Linked DNA regions of Mus musculus: region 2 is linked to region 1. Evidence: chromatin contacts called from public HiChIP or PLAC-seq data. All regions are on one chromosome and are shown on one strand. Each heading gives the region's core, a stretch centred on a gene start, on an enhancer-like site or on the middle of the called end of the contact. The rest is flanking DNA. Distances are from core to core; before and after follow the strand shown.

Region 1 (5,041 bases), core at 1,445-3,944:
GCTTGGGGTCAGCACAACATGAGGAACTGCACTCAATGGTCGAAGCATTAGGATGGTTGAGAACCACTGCTTTAAAGCCTTCTCTTGTAGTTTTCATACATAGTTGGGATTCAGATCATGCAGTTAGGATCTTATTCCGCCATGATGACTTTGCATTTCTGAGGAGGAAGGTCACTCTCTGGTTGACCTAAGAACAGACAGGAATGTCCCTCCAGCCTCATCTCTGCGTGTGGCCAGTCACATCTCTAAATGCAAAGTAGCAGCCTCTTGCCCTCCTTTAGGGAATGCCGCTGTGGCTTGTCAGTCAGGCTGTGTGGGTTTTTTTTTTTTTTTTTTTTTTTTTTTTCCGGTTTGCTTAAGATTCTCATTCTCAGTGTCAATTTAGTAATGTTGGTTGAGGATCCCAAGTTGCTGTGACACACACTGTGGGGATGGGTACTGGTACATACAAGAAAAATGCCTTTGTAGTAACATATTCCTAGGTAGGGAAAAACTGTAGAGGTGAATGTTGCTGGATAAACACAGAGTTGCACTGGAGGGAATGAGGGGGCGGGGCTTGTTCAGCAAAGCTGGGAAGGGTATGGAAATCTGTTGTTGCTTTGTTTTCCCAGAGCTTCCTCCTGAAAATCTAACCCTGGAAACTACCAGAAATAAACAAACCATGGCTTAAGTAATTCATTTCTATAATTGCTCTATTTTATTCATAGCTACTATAAGTTCTACATTAAAGATGATCACAGATCTGGGTGTATTTGAAAAACATGTTTTCATAGGGTTTGGAATTATTGGAGGTTTAAGGCATTTACTGGGGATCTTGGACATTTCTCCTGTTTACTGTAGCTAAGGAGGGGACTATTTATTATTGGGCAACTTTTCTGCCTCTTTAATCTGTGAGCGCTTCTTGTTTTATTGCAGTGTTACCCTGAGGAAAGCACAGAACCCTCTGCTTAGCAGCTGAAAGCTCAGCTTCATCAGCAGACAGAAGCCTTTCTCTGCTTTCAGTAAGGAGAGCAGTGCGCACGGGTAGCTTGACGTCAGCCATCCATTCTGTTGCCTTGCCTTTCGTTGTTCTTCAAAGAGTCTGTAACAGACAGCTTGTGTTTTATAGTTTCTGAACACTGTTTTCATTATAATTAAAACCACTTCTGTTGCTAAGTCATTGTGTACCAGGCAGGCCCTTCCCAAGTGGCACTTCTGACCCTCCAAAGGAACTTGTTTGTGTACAGAGCAGGGACTGAGCTCCGGCTGAGCTTGAAGTGCAGGGAATCTTCGGGTGGCTCCTGTCCAAACATTGCACAGCAGGGAACAGTTTGTCTCAGACACAGCTTACATTACTTACCATTGCTATTTGTTAACATTACAATTTCAAAAATTACTTTCATGGCATATCTTCCATGAACAATAAGGATTCAATGATTCAAAAGAAAAGATATAGAACATATAAGTACTTAAATATAAATGTACGTAAACCTCACATGATGACACACAATAACAACACACATGTGGATAGTGTCTTTGTTAGGATTTCTATTTCTGTGAAGAGAAACCATAACCAAGGCAACTCTTATAGAGGAAAACATTTAGTTGGGGGCTGGCTTACACGTTCAAAGGTTTAGTCCTTTATCATCATGGTGGCAGGCAGACATAGTGCTGGAGAGGTAGCTGAGAGATCTACATCTGGATCCACAGGCATAAGGAAGAGAGAGTGACATTGGGCTTGGATGGAGCTTCTGAAACCTCAAAGCCCACCCCCTGTAAAACCTTATTTCCACACCTCCAATAATGCCACTCCCTATGAATGTATGGGAGCCTTTTTCATTCAAACCACCACAGATAGATATACAACCAGATATGAAAGAACTGGGAAAAATGTACCTGTCGATGGATGATTCTCAAAAACCAGCCTCAAAAGAGAATTTTAGTGAGGAAAAAAAAATAAGCAAAAATAAAAAATAGCAAACTCATCTATTTTATTAGCCTACTTGCAGCTGGGATATTTTCCTTCAAAACTTTTCAAATTACAATGCAAGTATTAAAGTATTTGCATCACTTTCTACAGGTACATAGCAACCACCCTGACAGACTGAAGTTTAATTTTCACACCCCGAAGGACAAAATACTGCATTGCTATAAATGAATTTTGTCCTGAGGAGGGGAGGAGTCAAGATTGATCAGACTTATTTGAGTTTGTTCAGAGTTGTGCTACCCATGAGAAGAATGCTATCATGACAATAACACAGGCATGAGGAGGTGGCCAGTGGGTCAGCCCTAGCAGTGAGCACTCAGACAGCCACAGTAGATCAAGGGCTGGCCACATCGTCTATCAAGTGACACTGAAGGATGTCACGTGGCTTATATGGGACAAAATGCAAAAGGTAACATCATAATTTTTTTTTTCAAGACAGGGCTTCTCTGTATAGCCCTGGCTGTCCTGGAACTCACTCTGTAGACCAGGCTGGCCTCAGAAATCAGAAATCCACCTGCCTCTGCCTCCCAAGTGCTGGGATTAAAGGCATGTGCTATCACCACCACTGCTGGGCAAAAGCAGAGTTTTAACAGAAGCAAAGATAAGCAGTTAGCTGGAGGAAGTTTTTGCAGAAACAGGAAGTTTAACAGAAGCTAAGTTAGCTAAGGAGCTCCTGACCTTTGGTTCCTAGAATAGAGCTGAGTTGTTTTCTATGGGATTCTCCATCAAAAAGATCAGATTCTACTTAAGCCTGAAATGGCCTCAGCAAGAAAACAAGATGGAGGAACCACTCACTACACTGCATTGCCCCATCACATGGTGGTTCAAACTTAAGTCCTCATGCGTGCTAGGCAACTGCTTTATCCACAGAGTTCTCTGCAGCACTCAGGAAAATAGTTGGATCCTATCTTTAAAGGGCTGATGGGTTGAATTCTGGGAAGAGGGGCAACTGGTAGTCATATCTTGAAATTGTTGGAGACCGAGTTCGAGGAGACCATGGTGACCATTCTGAGAAAAGAGCCTTACTCATAACGTGCATAGGAGAGTCAAGTTGAGTGGGAGAAGCAAAGATGGCAGCGCACAAGCCTGGCCTTAAGTTTGTAATAATACTGCAAGATAGAATTGGCATTTGCTGTTGTTAAAGGCCAAGTGATGAATACTTTAGACATTGTGGGTGCATTCTCAACACTCAACTGTGAAAAAGAGAACAAATCAGAAAATGGGTGAAGAGCATGAGACTGGAGCATCAAGAGGAGGTTGGGGGACACTTGGGAGGCAACAGAACATGTGAGATGAAAGGGGAAGGGGCAGAAAGCAGGAGTAAGGAGATGGGGGTGGTAGTAGAAAGGGGATTCTGTCTGAATTGAGCATGAATGGACAGTTGTCTGTTATTACTTTCTCAATACTGCTTTTTACATAGCATTTACCTTGTGTTAGATAATAACAATAAAGGAAAATGGGCAAAGGGTATACACAGATATTTCACTGAAATAGATGCAAATAAATGCCTAGAGAACATGTTTGATATCACCAGCTGAAGCATTATATCAACTAGAAAGAGAGTTTATATACACGTGTCATAATGGCCAAAATAGTAACAACAGACACCCCAACCAACCAACAACCAACCGAACAGACAAACATGGTGGTGAGGACATGGAAAAAGAGACACTCTCAAACATTCCTCAAAGTAACATAAATGTCATACTTTCTCTGGAAAACACTGGCAACTCCCTATAAAACTAAACACGTGTTTACCATATGGTCACAAGTAATGCACTCTTGCTCTTTTTTCCCCCCAAGATAAAATGAAACTTATTTTTACACACACACACACACACACACACACATACACACACACACACACACACACACAAAACTTTATGTGAATTTTTAAAGCAGATTTAACTGTACTTGTCCCAAACTGCAAACAACACATAAATCTCTTATTGCATGTATAGCTAAACATACTATGATGCATACATTGTGTGGAATACTACTTAGCAATAAAAATGAGTAATCTAGTGATATATACAATTCAGATGGATCTCAAAAGGATTATTCTGAATAAGACCCACCCAGTCCCAGATGGTACCTCCCAGGTTGCTTCCATTGATAAAACCTTGAAAAGGTAAAATTACAGTTTGGACACTAATGATCCTCACGATTCCCAGAGGCCAAGGGCAAAGAGGAAGGTCACAGTGGCTGTAAAAGATTCATTGGAATGTTCTGTATCCTGGTTGAGGCAGTGGTCCCAGAGATCTACACATGTGATAAAGTTGCAGAAATTAAATATACACAAGCAAAGGAGTGCTAGGAAAACTGGTGAACTCTGCATGACTCGGATGCCAATTTCCTGGTTGTGATATGTGCTATAGCGCCTAAAGATGATGCTGAGTGTGTACAGTGAAGGGCAGATGGAGTCTATTAAATCTCACAACTGCATGTGAACAGCTAGTTATTTCCAAAGATTTGGAAATGTTCCACAGTAACCCATGATTAAACACAGAAACAAAAGTCAGACTCAACCCCCCTGGCTTCAGAGCAAATTCCTTTGTTTTGATAAAGGTTATAAACCAAAGTCAAACCAAAACAAACTAAATCAAAGTCAGATATGATGCTAAATGTAAATTCAGATTACAGAGAGATGCTTGTCCAAGCTGTGAGGTCCAAGCTTCCATGATGGGAGAGGAAGAGGGCCGAGGGAAGCTGGGAGCTTGAAGAGCTTGTGAGGAACTGTGGGCAGGTAAGTTATCCTTTATTTCCCAGCTGGAACACAGGCTGTTAGGCATGCATCTGCTGACACAGACACGGACACGGACACGGACACGGACACGGACACGGACACGGACACAGATATAGGCGCACACACCAGTACCAAGGCTTGCAGACCTCAGGCCTTAGACAGGTTAGAGGTGTACACAGCTGGCCAAAGGCAGAGGCAGGATCCCGACTCAGGTTTCCATGCAGGCACTGATCTGTAGCTGATCCAGGCTGACTAGCAGCCATCGAGTGGCAAAGGTTTGAGTCAAGGATAAACTCTGGGGTGGCTAGAGCATAAGAGTCAATACAAGC
Region 2 (5,140 bases), core at 1,471-3,970, 300 kb before region 1:
CTTGGTTTTAATATGAAGATCTTTTTCTTTTGTTGTTTTGCTCATTAATCTCTCACTCTCTCTCTCTCTTTTTAAAACAAATTGTTGATTCTAAACCTATTTTCTATGAATAGCAGTAGCTGAGCTATCTATGTATGTGATCTCTAGCAAACCAGACTTTCTGGGTAGAATCTTTACACATTTAACGTTTTCAGACTCCTATAGTATATTTGGGGTAGAAATTATTCATATGTCCATACACATGGGTGGTTAAGGGGTCTGCCTTGTCATAAACCAGTCTGGTTACTGGTTTGTCTATAAAATGATGCAATGCATTTAGAATATTTTTTCCTAAGGGTTCTTTCAGAGAATTAAACTGTGATTCATATGGTGTAATTTATATTTTTCCCACTCCGAATTAAAGAAAATGCTACATTTGATTAAGCTTAAAGCATTTCTGAGCCCCACAGATGTTGACTGCAAAATCATGTCACAATATTTACTTCATTTTGATGCTATGGATTATGAAGCCAGTGAATAGGAAGTTCCATTCAACCATCAAAGCTAAATTATATCTTTAGTACTTTCAGTTATATAACTTTAAAAATCCTGTTTTGACTAACACTTCTTTCTTTCTTTCTTTCTTTCTTTCTTTCTTTCTTTCTTTCTTTCTTTCTTTCTTTCTTTCTTTCAGACAGGGTTTCTCTGTATAGCCCTGGCTGTCCTGGAACTCACTCTGTAGACCAGGCTGGCCTCGAACTCAGAAATCTGCCTGCCTCTGTCTCCCGAGTGCTGGGATTAAAGGTGTGCGCCACTACGCCAGGCTTACATTTTTTTTAAATTCCCAAAATATCTAGTTGGGCAAGTCTGAGTCACAAAGCTCATTTGCAAAGAATCCAACGAGAGAGAGAGAGAGAGAGAGAGAGAGAGAGAGAGAGAGAAAGAGAGAGAGAGAGAATGAGTTTCCCCCAAAAGTAGATCCTGAACCCAAGGCCTTAAACATACTAGGCAAATAGGCAAATAAACTAAACTTCCATGGAGCGACATCCACCACTACCACCACCCTTTCTTTTTTTATTATTATTATTTTTTTATTAGGTATTTATTTCATTTACATTTCCAATGCTATCCCAAAAGTCCCCCATACCCTCCCCCCAACTCCCCCACCCACCCACTCTCACTTCTTGGCCCTGGCATTCCCCTGTACTGAGGCATATAAAGTTTGCGCGACCAATGGGCCTCTCTTTCCACTAATGGCTGACTAGGCCATCTTCTGATACATATGCAGCTAGAGACACGAGTTCCGGGGGGTACTGGTTAGTTCATATTTTTGTTCCACCTATAGGATTGCAGATCCCTTTAGCTCCTTGGCTACTTTCTCTAGCTCCTCCATTGGGGGCCCTGTGATCCATCCAATAGCTGACTGTGAGCATCCACTTCTGTGTTTGCTAGGCCCCGGCATAGTCTCACAAGAGACAGCCATATCTGGGTTCTTTCAGCAAAATCTTGCTAGTGTATGCAATCACCCTTTCTTTTATTTTGAGATAAGATCTCACTTTAGTCAGTCAGGCTGGCCTTGAATTTGTCATTCTCCTGCTTTAGCCTTCCCAGGTAGCTGGGATTACAGGCATGTGCTCCTAGCTTGTAGAAGAATTTAACAAGGGAAAGAAGTAAGACTACTATGGGGGTGAGAGGAGTGCTGGGAAGGCAAGTATTGATCATACATAATTTTCTTTGAAAATTAGAAGAAATTTCAAATGTTGTTATGGATAAGTGTTAGGGTTGTTTGACTGAAACTGGATCTGTCTGCTGGAATCTTCATCCAAATATGTGTAGTATGAATCTTTAATGATGGTAGGAACATTTATGTGAACGAATTACTTCTAGAAATGAAAAGATACAAGCTAGGTAGGGGCACAAAGCACTCACTGGTTATAAAGGTATTTTATAGTGTATTGTGAGGAAACTTAACACTCATGGTTAAAACCATACAGTCTGATACAGTAGTAACTAGATAATATGAATGAAGGCAAAGAAGACATAGCTGAGAATGTGTGTGCTACCAGATCAGGGCCTAATGACAACACTGTGGCTCTGAATGCTGAGTACCCAGCATGGAGTGTCTGGATATGGAGCTCACAGGAAACTGAAGACCTCATCTTTGTTACTAAGCAGAAGTAGCAAGTTGCAAGTTCATTTTCTGTTCTTACATCCTCAATAAAAGCTCTTTTTTTTTTTAATAGCACTTGGTCCCATCTGTGGAAATTTTTTGCTTATAGTTTATCTGGCTATCTCTGGCTGTGAGTCTGTAGGAGAGAAGGTTTTGTTCTCTTCATTTACCTGGGGGTCTGTCAATGCCTCAGGTGCAGAAGGTGACAAGTGACCAATGGCCAGCTTCTCTCCTGTTCTTCAGCTGGCAGCAGTAAAGATGGTGGAGTGATAGCATACAGGAAGGGGCGGGGGAATCATGCTGACTTCGAATAGAGTTCTCCCCTCAGGCAGCTACCAGCAGCCAAGCAGTATATCTTTCATACACCCCTTTCCCCATCCAGACCTCCCTCTAGCCTCTGTATTGCCTGGTGATGCTCTTTGGTCCTTAGCCCCTGGGCAGCTGGCTTCCTGGCACCTGCCACTTACTCAGAATGCAAGTACAAAAGGCCTCTCATGGTTTGCCTCAGAATTTCAGAATCACTCAGGATCTCCTCAGGGAGATTAAGGTCATGACTCATACATACCAGTGATGAAAGAAAGGGAACTAATCTCAAGAAAGTTTTGTGAAGTGATGGAACCCTTCTTCAGTACTGGTGTGTACACATGCCATCTGCACGCACTTGCTTCCCCCATCGGAGAGGTCTGCCCAGCTCCCCCAGTCCCTCTCCTACTCCCTTAGATTGTCATCTCTGGTTTCTGTGGAGAAGCATGGCACCTCCCCTCCCAGCTCCAGGAATCAAAATCCTCAGGAAGAGAGCAATTCTGTTAATTGTTAATCACTGAGATGTCTCTCAACCTGTTTCTGTTATTTATTTGTTTGTTTGTTTGTTTGTTTGAGACAGGGTTACTCTAGCTCTGTAGACCAGGCTGGTCTTAAACTCCTGAAGATCTGACTACATCTGCCTCCCAAGTGCTGGGATTAGTGGCATGGACCACCACCTCCTAGCTTTTTTTCTTTGTTTCTTTCTTTGTTTCTTTCTTTGTTTTTTTGTTTCTTTCTTTGTTTCTTTCTTTCTTGCTTGCTTGCTTTCTTTCTTTCTTTCTTTCTTTCTTTCTTTCTTTCTTTCTTTCTTTCTTTCCTTCCTTCCTTCCTTCCTTCCTTCCTTCCTTCCTTCCTTCTTTCTTTCTTTCTTTCTTTCTTTCTTTCTTTCTTTCTGTTTTTCAAGAAAGGGTTTTTCTGTGTAGCTCTGGCTGTCCTGGAACTCACTCTGTAGACCAGGCTGGCCTCAAACTCAGAAATGCACCTGCCTCTGCCTCCCAGGTGCTGGGAATAAAGGCATGAGCCACCACTGCTCGGCTTTTTTTTTAATTATTTTATTTTATTTTATTTTATTTTATTTTATTTTATTTTATTTTATTTTATTGGTTTTTCGAGACAGGGTTTCTCTGTGTAGCCCTGGCTGTCCTGGAACTCACTCTGTAGACCAGACTGGCCTCGAACTCAGAAATCTGCCTGCCTCTGTCTCCCAAGTGCTGAGATTAAAGGCATGTGCCACCATTACCCGGAGCTTTTTTTTTTTTTAATTCTTTTATTTTTATTTATTTATTATTATTTATTTTTGAGATAGTTTCCTGGGTTTTTGTTTGCTGTTGTTTTTGAGACAGTTTTTTTCTACTCAGCCCCAGAAAGCCTTGAAGCCCCTCCTCCCTTAGACCTCTGAAAACTGAGATGACCAGTCTGTACCACTGCCCAGCCTGCCTGATATGTTTGGTTAGTTTTGTTGTTTTCATTGTTGTTGTTGGTGGTGGTAGTGGTGGTGGGTGAGTTTTGCTAGGGTTTTTGTTATTTTGAAGCAGAGTCTAGCTACATGGCAAGTCTTGTCTAATCTGGAGCTTTCTATAGAGACCAGAGTGGCCCCCAAACTCACAGAGCTACACCTGCCTTTGTGTAGAGATTAAAAGTTTGTACCCCCATACCTGTCCTTATTTAGTGACATCTTGAAGCTCCTTTTCCCTCTGCTTCTGCTGTATTGTTTATACAGAAGCCTGGAAAAGCAAAACATTTAGAAATCGGTTTGTAGTTTTCCTGGTAACTTAATTGAGTCAGAGTTCAAGTTAGTCTATGACGGTCCGAAAATATTCCCTTCTGCCTGGGATAAACACAAACGCTGAGATACAACATTAAAAACAGTGGTTCTCAACCTTCCTAATGCTGACATCCTTTAATACAGTTTCTCATGTTGTGGTCACCCTGACCATACAATTATTTTTGTTGTGGCCAGGTGTGGTGACTCACGCCTTTAATCCCTGCCCTGGGGAGCAGAGGCCAGCAGATCTTTGTGAGTTTGAGGCCAGTATGGTCCACAAAGTTCAGGATAGCCAGAGCTGTTACACAGAAAAACCCTGTCTTGGGAAAAATTAACTTTGTTGCTACTTCATAACTGTAATTTTGCTATTGTTATGAACTGTAATGTAAATATCTATGTTTTGTGATGATCTTAAACGACCCCTGCTAAAGGGTTGTTTCACCCCCAAAGGAGTCAGGTTGAGAACAGCTTATTTAGAAACTGTCAGGGCAGGGCTTTTCCACCTTGGTACTAATGACTTTTGAGGCAAAAGTTCTTTGAGGTGAAAACCTTTTCTGGACATTGTACAATGTTTAGCATTTCTTTGCCTAAGCCAGTGGATCTCAATCGGTAGCTCATGGCCTCCTTGGAGTAGAACAGACCCTTTCACAGGGGTCACATGTCAAATACTCTGCCTGTCAGATATGTACATTATGACTCACAAGTAGCAAAGTTACTTGTAGTCACCAAAACTGTGAGAGAATACACTCTTGTTTCAATCCACACAGTTTGTGGTACTGTTTTTGCTGTTGTTAGTTTATTTGGTTTTGGTTAGTTTTTTATTTGGTTAGTTTCTTTGCCTTTTTTTTTTTTTTTTTTTTTGACAAGATCTCAAAATTATGTAGTCCTGAATGACCTGGAATATGCTTGTGTAGACCAGGCTG

Evidence for each region. HiChIP or PLAC-seq counts read pairs in DNA pulled down with a chosen protein or histone mark.
Region 2: a contact with region 1 is called in an H3K4me3 HiChIP or PLAC-seq map of bone marrow-derived macrophages, with 11 times the contacts expected there. The contact joins two enhancer-like sites. A contact is called at or near these places in 6 of 15 datasets of contacts at CTCF or cohesin (CD8 T cells, the NIH/3T3 cell line, embryonic stem cells and 3 more), 31 of 484 Hi-C or Micro-C datasets (the Ba/F3 cell line, the CH12 cell line, the G1E-ER4 cell line and 22 more), 20 of 115 datasets of contacts at active chromatin or transcription factors (the 230-238 cell line, DN3 thymocytes, the SCID.adh cell line and 14 more) and 1 of 9 other capture datasets (embryonic stem cells).

What each region holds. Positions count from the first base shown.
Region 1 is chr6:47,314,999-47,320,039 of GRCm38.p6, reverse strand. No RefSeq gene overlaps it. Among named protein-coding and RNA genes, the nearest start is that of Gm35280, 60 kb to the right of the region's middle. Within about 2 kb of position 2,694, at least 29 of the 459 cell types and tissues checked have an H3K27ac peak or open chromatin away from gene starts, as enhancers often do. A contact at or near this core is called in bone marrow-derived macrophages, where this site is marked.
Region 2 is chr6:47,618,786-47,623,925 of GRCm38.p6, reverse strand. No RefSeq gene overlaps it. Among named protein-coding and RNA genes, the nearest start is that of F830010H11Rik, 26 kb to the right of the region's middle. Within about 2 kb of position 2,720, at least 46 of the 459 cell types and tissues checked have an H3K27ac peak or open chromatin away from gene starts, as enhancers often do. A contact at or near this core is called in bone marrow-derived macrophages, where this site is marked.